Regions from separate parts of the Oryctolagus cuniculus genome. Here region 2 is linked to region 1. The links are chromatin contacts, called in public Micro-C maps. All regions are on one chromosome and are shown on one strand. The core of a region is the stretch at or near the end of the contact, and the rest is flanking DNA. Distances in the headings are between cores, read along the strand shown. Region 1 overlaps KIAA2012 (KIAA2012 ortholog). Region 2 holds the start of ALS2 (alsin Rho guanine nucleotide exchange factor ALS2).

Region 1 (2,741 bases), core at 98-2,597:
GATTCGCATGCTGAGTGGGGCCATACCGGGCAGCGTGAGATTTTATCAGGCCACTCAAAATGGCACACAGTTTCAAACATGTGCTTTAGTTCCAGAATCTTCCTTGGGTAACTGAAACCACAGAAAGCAAGACGCAGGTAAGAGAGGGCTACTGTATCGTCCGACTTTCCCGGACTTTTGCAGAAGTCAGAGATCAGGTCAGAAAAAGATACGGTGACACAGAAACTCAGGGAGCCCCGGCTTCCGTTCCCAAAGGGGAGAGAAAATTAGCAATCAGGAAAAGAAATCCAAGGATAATCCTGAAGAAGGGAGGAAAACGCTTCATCTGGGTGGGTTAGTGGTTCAAAGACTTGTGTTCACAAATATTTATAAGTTTGTTACTTCATTGGAAGCTTTGAGGCTGAGCCTGTCTTCAGATTCTCTTTAGAAAGCCCACTCGGGACTTCCTGGAGCCGAAACCAGGGTCTCAGAAAACCTGAGGCACAAGCGGCACACGCAGCTCCAGGGGGCTCTGGGGTCTCTCTCCTTGCTGCGTGCTAGCCTCTGGCGCCATCATCTCCCCATCATCCTCCTCTCCGATTTCCTGGCACAGCCGGGCTTTCTCCTGAGTTTGTTTTCATCTGTGTGCCTGAGCTGGGTTCTGTGGGCCCCCTCTCCCCCCGGGGACGGCTCAGGCCCCCTGTGAGGTGCTCCACACCTGAGCTCCCCTCCCCGCTGGCTGCCGAGGACACTGGCCTTGCCCATGCCTCCCACACCCCAGGTACACACAGCTCTGGGGGACCTGGCAACAGCTGGGTGAAAGAGAGGCTAAGCCATGCCAGATGAGGTCCGCGAAGCCTAGGGTCCCCAGACCCTAAACACGGCTTTTCCCTGCGAGGCTGTGGCAAGCCCACCTGCCGTGGAGGGCCTGTGCCCACCGGAACCAGCTGGGCAGTCCGAATTCCTTCAGAAAGAAGCCAGACAGAAAAGCCCTGGACGGGCAAAGAGAGGCCACCGCCGGCCCCCAACCCAGAGACAGCGGGCTGGGCGGGCAGCGACCGGCGTCTTCCTGGCCTCCCTCACGCCGTTGGCTTCTGCAGGCTAATGGCCCTTTATTAGATTAATCACTGGCCTCCATCTTAACTACTTCCTCAACCTACTCCACGTAAATGACTAATTTCATGTTTACTACAGAGCATCTGGAAAGGATTTAGAAACAAATTTCTGCCCAGCAGACTTCATTCAGTTCCCTACCTTGATGGGCCACTGGCGAAGGCGGCAGGTCGCTGCCCCCCGGGGCCGCCCCAGTCTGCTGCGGGCGAAGATACCGCCCACCGTGGACCCTCCCCACTCCTCCGCCCCAGTCTCCCTGAGCTCAGCCACAGGGGGCAAAAAAAAGCCTTCGTTTTATTTTTAATCACAGTGCCCGCTGGGGGGCGGAAATCCCAAAGGTGGAGTATTTTGGTATCAGCACCCTTTCAGAAGTCACAGGGCTGGAACTGGAAAAGGATCCCTGGCAGGGGGTTGAGCCTACAAAGCTGGGGCCGCGCAGTTGCCCAGCTCTGCAGGCCGCCTCCGGGTGCCTCCTGCTGGCGGGATCGGAAACTGCGGCTCGGTCTCCCCGCGGCGGCCGTGGGCGAGCGTGGAGCTGGCGCTCGGATCCCTAGCGCGCGGGTGGCGAGCTGCCGGCCGGAGCTCCCCTGGCAGCCCCTCCACGCCTGGGCCGGGGATCCGGGCCGCGGCCAAGGGAAATCCGTCGAGCGAAGTGCGAGCAACAACTGAATCAGCAACTTCCCCGGAGTTTGGAAGAGGGGCTGCAGTCGGAGGGGCGAGGGGTGGGGAGGGGAGGCGGGGGAAGAAAGCTACAAGGGAAATGTGGAGATGAAAAGAGCAATGAAAAAAGCCAAAGGAGCCAAGCAGACATGTTTCAACTCCAAGCTCCCATTTCCTCTTTCAAATGCGCTGCCTCCCCACTGTGACCAGAATCAAGTATTTATGAAGGCATTTTTTGCATATTAATAGCTGCACGTGGAGCCCCGGCTGCTCGCGAGTCCTGGAGGTACCGTGCCCTTTCTTGAATGCAGGTCTTTCAGACTCCTCGCAGCATTCGGTGTTGTGCGGATCCGTTTCCCTTTCAGCCTTGCGGCTCCTCCTCTGGCCCTTCGTTTGATTAAGGGATGGCTTCAGAGCGGAGTCTTGCTCCCACTTGGGTCACCGACAGGAATGGCTCCACAAGCTTTCCCTCTCCGTGTGTGGAGGCCGCAGGGGAGAGAAAGTGACCGTGCCCGGCAGCGAGAGTACTGAAGGGGTAAACGAAAATTCCAGAAGGAAGCATTAGACAGCGCTGCCATGCCGGGAGAAAGAAAACCAAAACAAAAAGTGACTGCACTGCCTTCAACATTACTACGTGTGTGCAGTAAAGGTTGCATTCCATTTTAAAATGCAAACATGGAGAACCAGTTAGAAAAATAAGCAAACGACATGAGCAATTCAAATCAAAAAATAATATGGGAAAACAAATATGGCAAAATGGCTCATCCTGCGTAGCAATTTAAATGCCTATTGAGACAAACTAGAGATACTATTTTTATACTTGAGATTCATGCCTCCTCCCATGGTTTTTAATGGTAACACCCAGTGCTGCCAAGGTTTGGGTAAAACTAGGACACTTTCACTTCTGGCAGATGGTAATTTGGTGCAACCCATTTGTTTTTCTTTTTTTTTTTTTTCTAAGATTTGTTTTCTTTATGTGAAAGAGACTT
Region 2 (2,741 bases), core at 105-2,604, 360 kb before region 1:
TGTAAGCATTGTTGATGTGTAGTGAATATTCACCAGGAGCCAAGCACTGTACTGATACACGAAGCATCTCAGGCAAAACCACGGACGTCAGGAAAGCATTTTATATTTTATCCCCCATTTAGAGATAAGGGCTGAGGTGCAGTAACTTGCCGAAAGTCAAAGATGCAAGCCTAGAATCTTCGCCAGTATCCCTTACATTACTAAGGTTAAATAGTGCAACTGACTGCAAAAGTGAATTTTTAACTATTTTAAATTCTTCTAAGTATTCATTAACTTAAAAAATCAACTGATCATTTCAAATCTCTCTCTCTCTCATACACACATACGCGCGCACACACACACACACGATCTTTGGCCAGGGTTTACTGATTTTCTGTGCCTGCTCAGAAAAAAAAACGTATCACACAATTGTACTGCTTACAGCTGCGCGAAGAACATTTGCTGCCAACCAATGAACACCACGGCAATCATGTAAGGGTCTTCATTTGGGCATGGGAGTGCCTGCCTTCCCCATCCCACGCCGGAGAGAAAAGACCTGGATCTGCCACCTGGACCAGGGTTTTCCTGTGTTCCTGCTCGGCGAAGCCCTGAGCAGCGGCGTTTGCTCCAGCCCACGGCTGCAGCCTCTGACCATCTGCTCACCAGAACTTGGATCACTTCACACGCTACAGGGCTTGGGTAAGCCACTCATTCTCAACATCAAGGTCAGTCTCTTCTAGCCCCGCTGTGGTCCGCCCCTGGCGGTGACCTGCACCCAGGGGCAAACCCGCCCGGACACGCACCCAGGGTTCCTGGCCAGGGACCCAGGTTAATCCGCTCAGCGCCCGGTGCGGCTGTCCCACAGATCCTCGCGAATGAATGGGTGGAAGGCGGCGTGGGTGGAGGCGGGAGGAGAGGGCATGATGGAATCTCGGGCGGCTGAGACCACTGCAGAGGCGTCCTGCCTCCGGCGGGTGGAAGCCGGCAAAGGCGAGAACTTGGCGCCGGTGCCTAGCGGCCGCGTCGGAAGCTCCTGGACCAGCAGGCGCCGTCGGTCGGACCGCGGCTGGGAAGGGGTGGGCGCGCTGTCGGCCGGCCCCCAGCAACCCGCTCCCGGGCCTCGGCCAGAGTCTCCACCCCGCTCCCGGACCCCCGCCTCCCGCACACAGGCGGTCCCAGCCGATGAGCCCTCCGAAGCCGAGGGTCGGCTCGGGACCCGCGCTAGCTCACCTGACGCTCCACCGGCAATACCGCGCTCTGCATCCGGCAGGAGTCCCGCAGGTCCGCGAGATCAGCTGATTCACGGGGGGCGGGGCCTCCTGGCAGGGGCGGGGCTGCAGGGCGGCTGGCGGGCGAGCGTGGGTGAAGGCGGGAGGAGACAGCTCCCGGAGCAGTGAGGGTTACACTAGGAGACGACCAACGGCGTCTGGTATGGATCAAAATTACTGAGGATGCGTAGGGCACTACATGGCAACGCTCTCGGGAGCACGGCCCTTCCCTCGGCCAAGGCGGAGCCGCCAATCCTAGATCGCGCTTCGGTGATGACGTCATATGGAGTCGTCGGGGCCTAGCTACCCGAACGCTTCCATGGTAACGGAAAGCGCAGGGGCAGGGGCCGGTGATTTGGCCCTGCAGTTATATTGTGAACACCCTCAAACTGCAAGAGCGGGTAGTATAAAGTGAAAACACTAACATATCTTCAGATTGGCTTTGTAGATTTTAGCCTAACGAGGATCGCTTTCCGCCCCTAGAGTGACGTCATCTCCACGCGGCGCCGGTTTGTCAGATTGTATGTTTGGTACCTACTTGCACCCCCCAAAGGGTGGAATGAAGCGGGAGGAAAGGCACTGGCCCCCTCTTCGATGCCTGCAGGACTTCCCGATATCCCATATGAGTAAAATCAGTTTCGCTTGCCCCTCACAGTTCTGCAACACTCTGTCGCTGCCACAGCTACCACCACCATCCATCCTGCATCCCAAAGCCCTCCTGTGAAGATTTTTCTAGAACCTCCATTCCTGGCACATGGTGGATGCGATCTAGCTGCTGCCAGGTCGAGTGCTGTCGCTGCATCTGTAGACCTAAATTTATGCCACCAACGGTGCCTGAGTAGCTGTGGCCTCGCATTGACCAACACCCTCACCTCAATTGCCTCCCCAGTGTTCTGCCCACCTGCAAAGCTTATTCTGCAACAGTGCAACTAACCTAGTCCACAACCTCCCCACTGCACAAAATCACAAATTGGCACCACTGCAAGCCAAAAGTGTGTCTGTCTTGGGGGAGACTTAGGTGTAGCCAGGCCAATGTCACTGAACCTAAGATAGTGATATTTACACATTGCTACTCATGATATCTCCTACCCTGCTACCCTCCTATTCCCAACTCTCACACTTCCGAATTTACCCACTCACTTCCTCTGTAAACATTCAAAGAAAAAATAACTTCATTCTAACGTTTCTAAACGAGATGAGAAACCACTAGAAGTGAATTTCCTTAATTCCTACCAACAACTATTGCAAAACCTACCTGCAACCTCAGCTTCCTCTCCTTCTCCCTTTCCTTCTAGAGGGGTTCTGCCCTCTCAAGGTTAACCCCTCCACCTAAACTCAGGATCCTTTCGAATCCCCTTGGAGACTCTGCCCCATTGTTTGTCCTTTCTCTTTGCCCGATGTTCATCCTTGGCCTTTCTTATCACTTAGTCTCCGGCAGGTACTAAGCCTGCTCCTATCTACCTTGTCTTCAATTTTTTTTCCCTGCCCTCCTTG

Evidence for each region. A called contact is a pair of places that touch in the nucleus more often than the background predicts.
Region 2: a contact with region 1 is called in a Micro-C map of ear pinna, with 3 times the contacts expected there. The contact joins the promoter of ALS2 here to the enhancer-like site in region 1. A contact is called at or near these places in 3 of 6 Hi-C or Micro-C datasets (ear pinna, liver and skin fibroblasts).

What each region holds. Positions count from the first base shown.
Region 1 is chr3:37,817,842-37,820,582 of mOryCun1.1, reverse strand. All of the region lies in intron 9 of KIAA2012 (KIAA2012 ortholog), which reads left to right. Among named protein-coding and RNA genes, the nearest start is that of KIAA2012, 40 kb to the left of the region's middle. Within about 2 kb of position 1,347, at least 3 of the 8 cell types and tissues checked have an H3K27ac peak or open chromatin away from gene starts, as enhancers often do. A contact at or near this core is called in ear pinna, where this site is marked.
Region 2 is chr3:38,176,988-38,179,728 of mOryCun1.1, reverse strand. It overlaps ALS2 (alsin Rho guanine nucleotide exchange factor ALS2), which reads right to left and starts at 1,354. Exons shown (of 33, transcript XM_051849283.2): 1 at 1,210-1,354.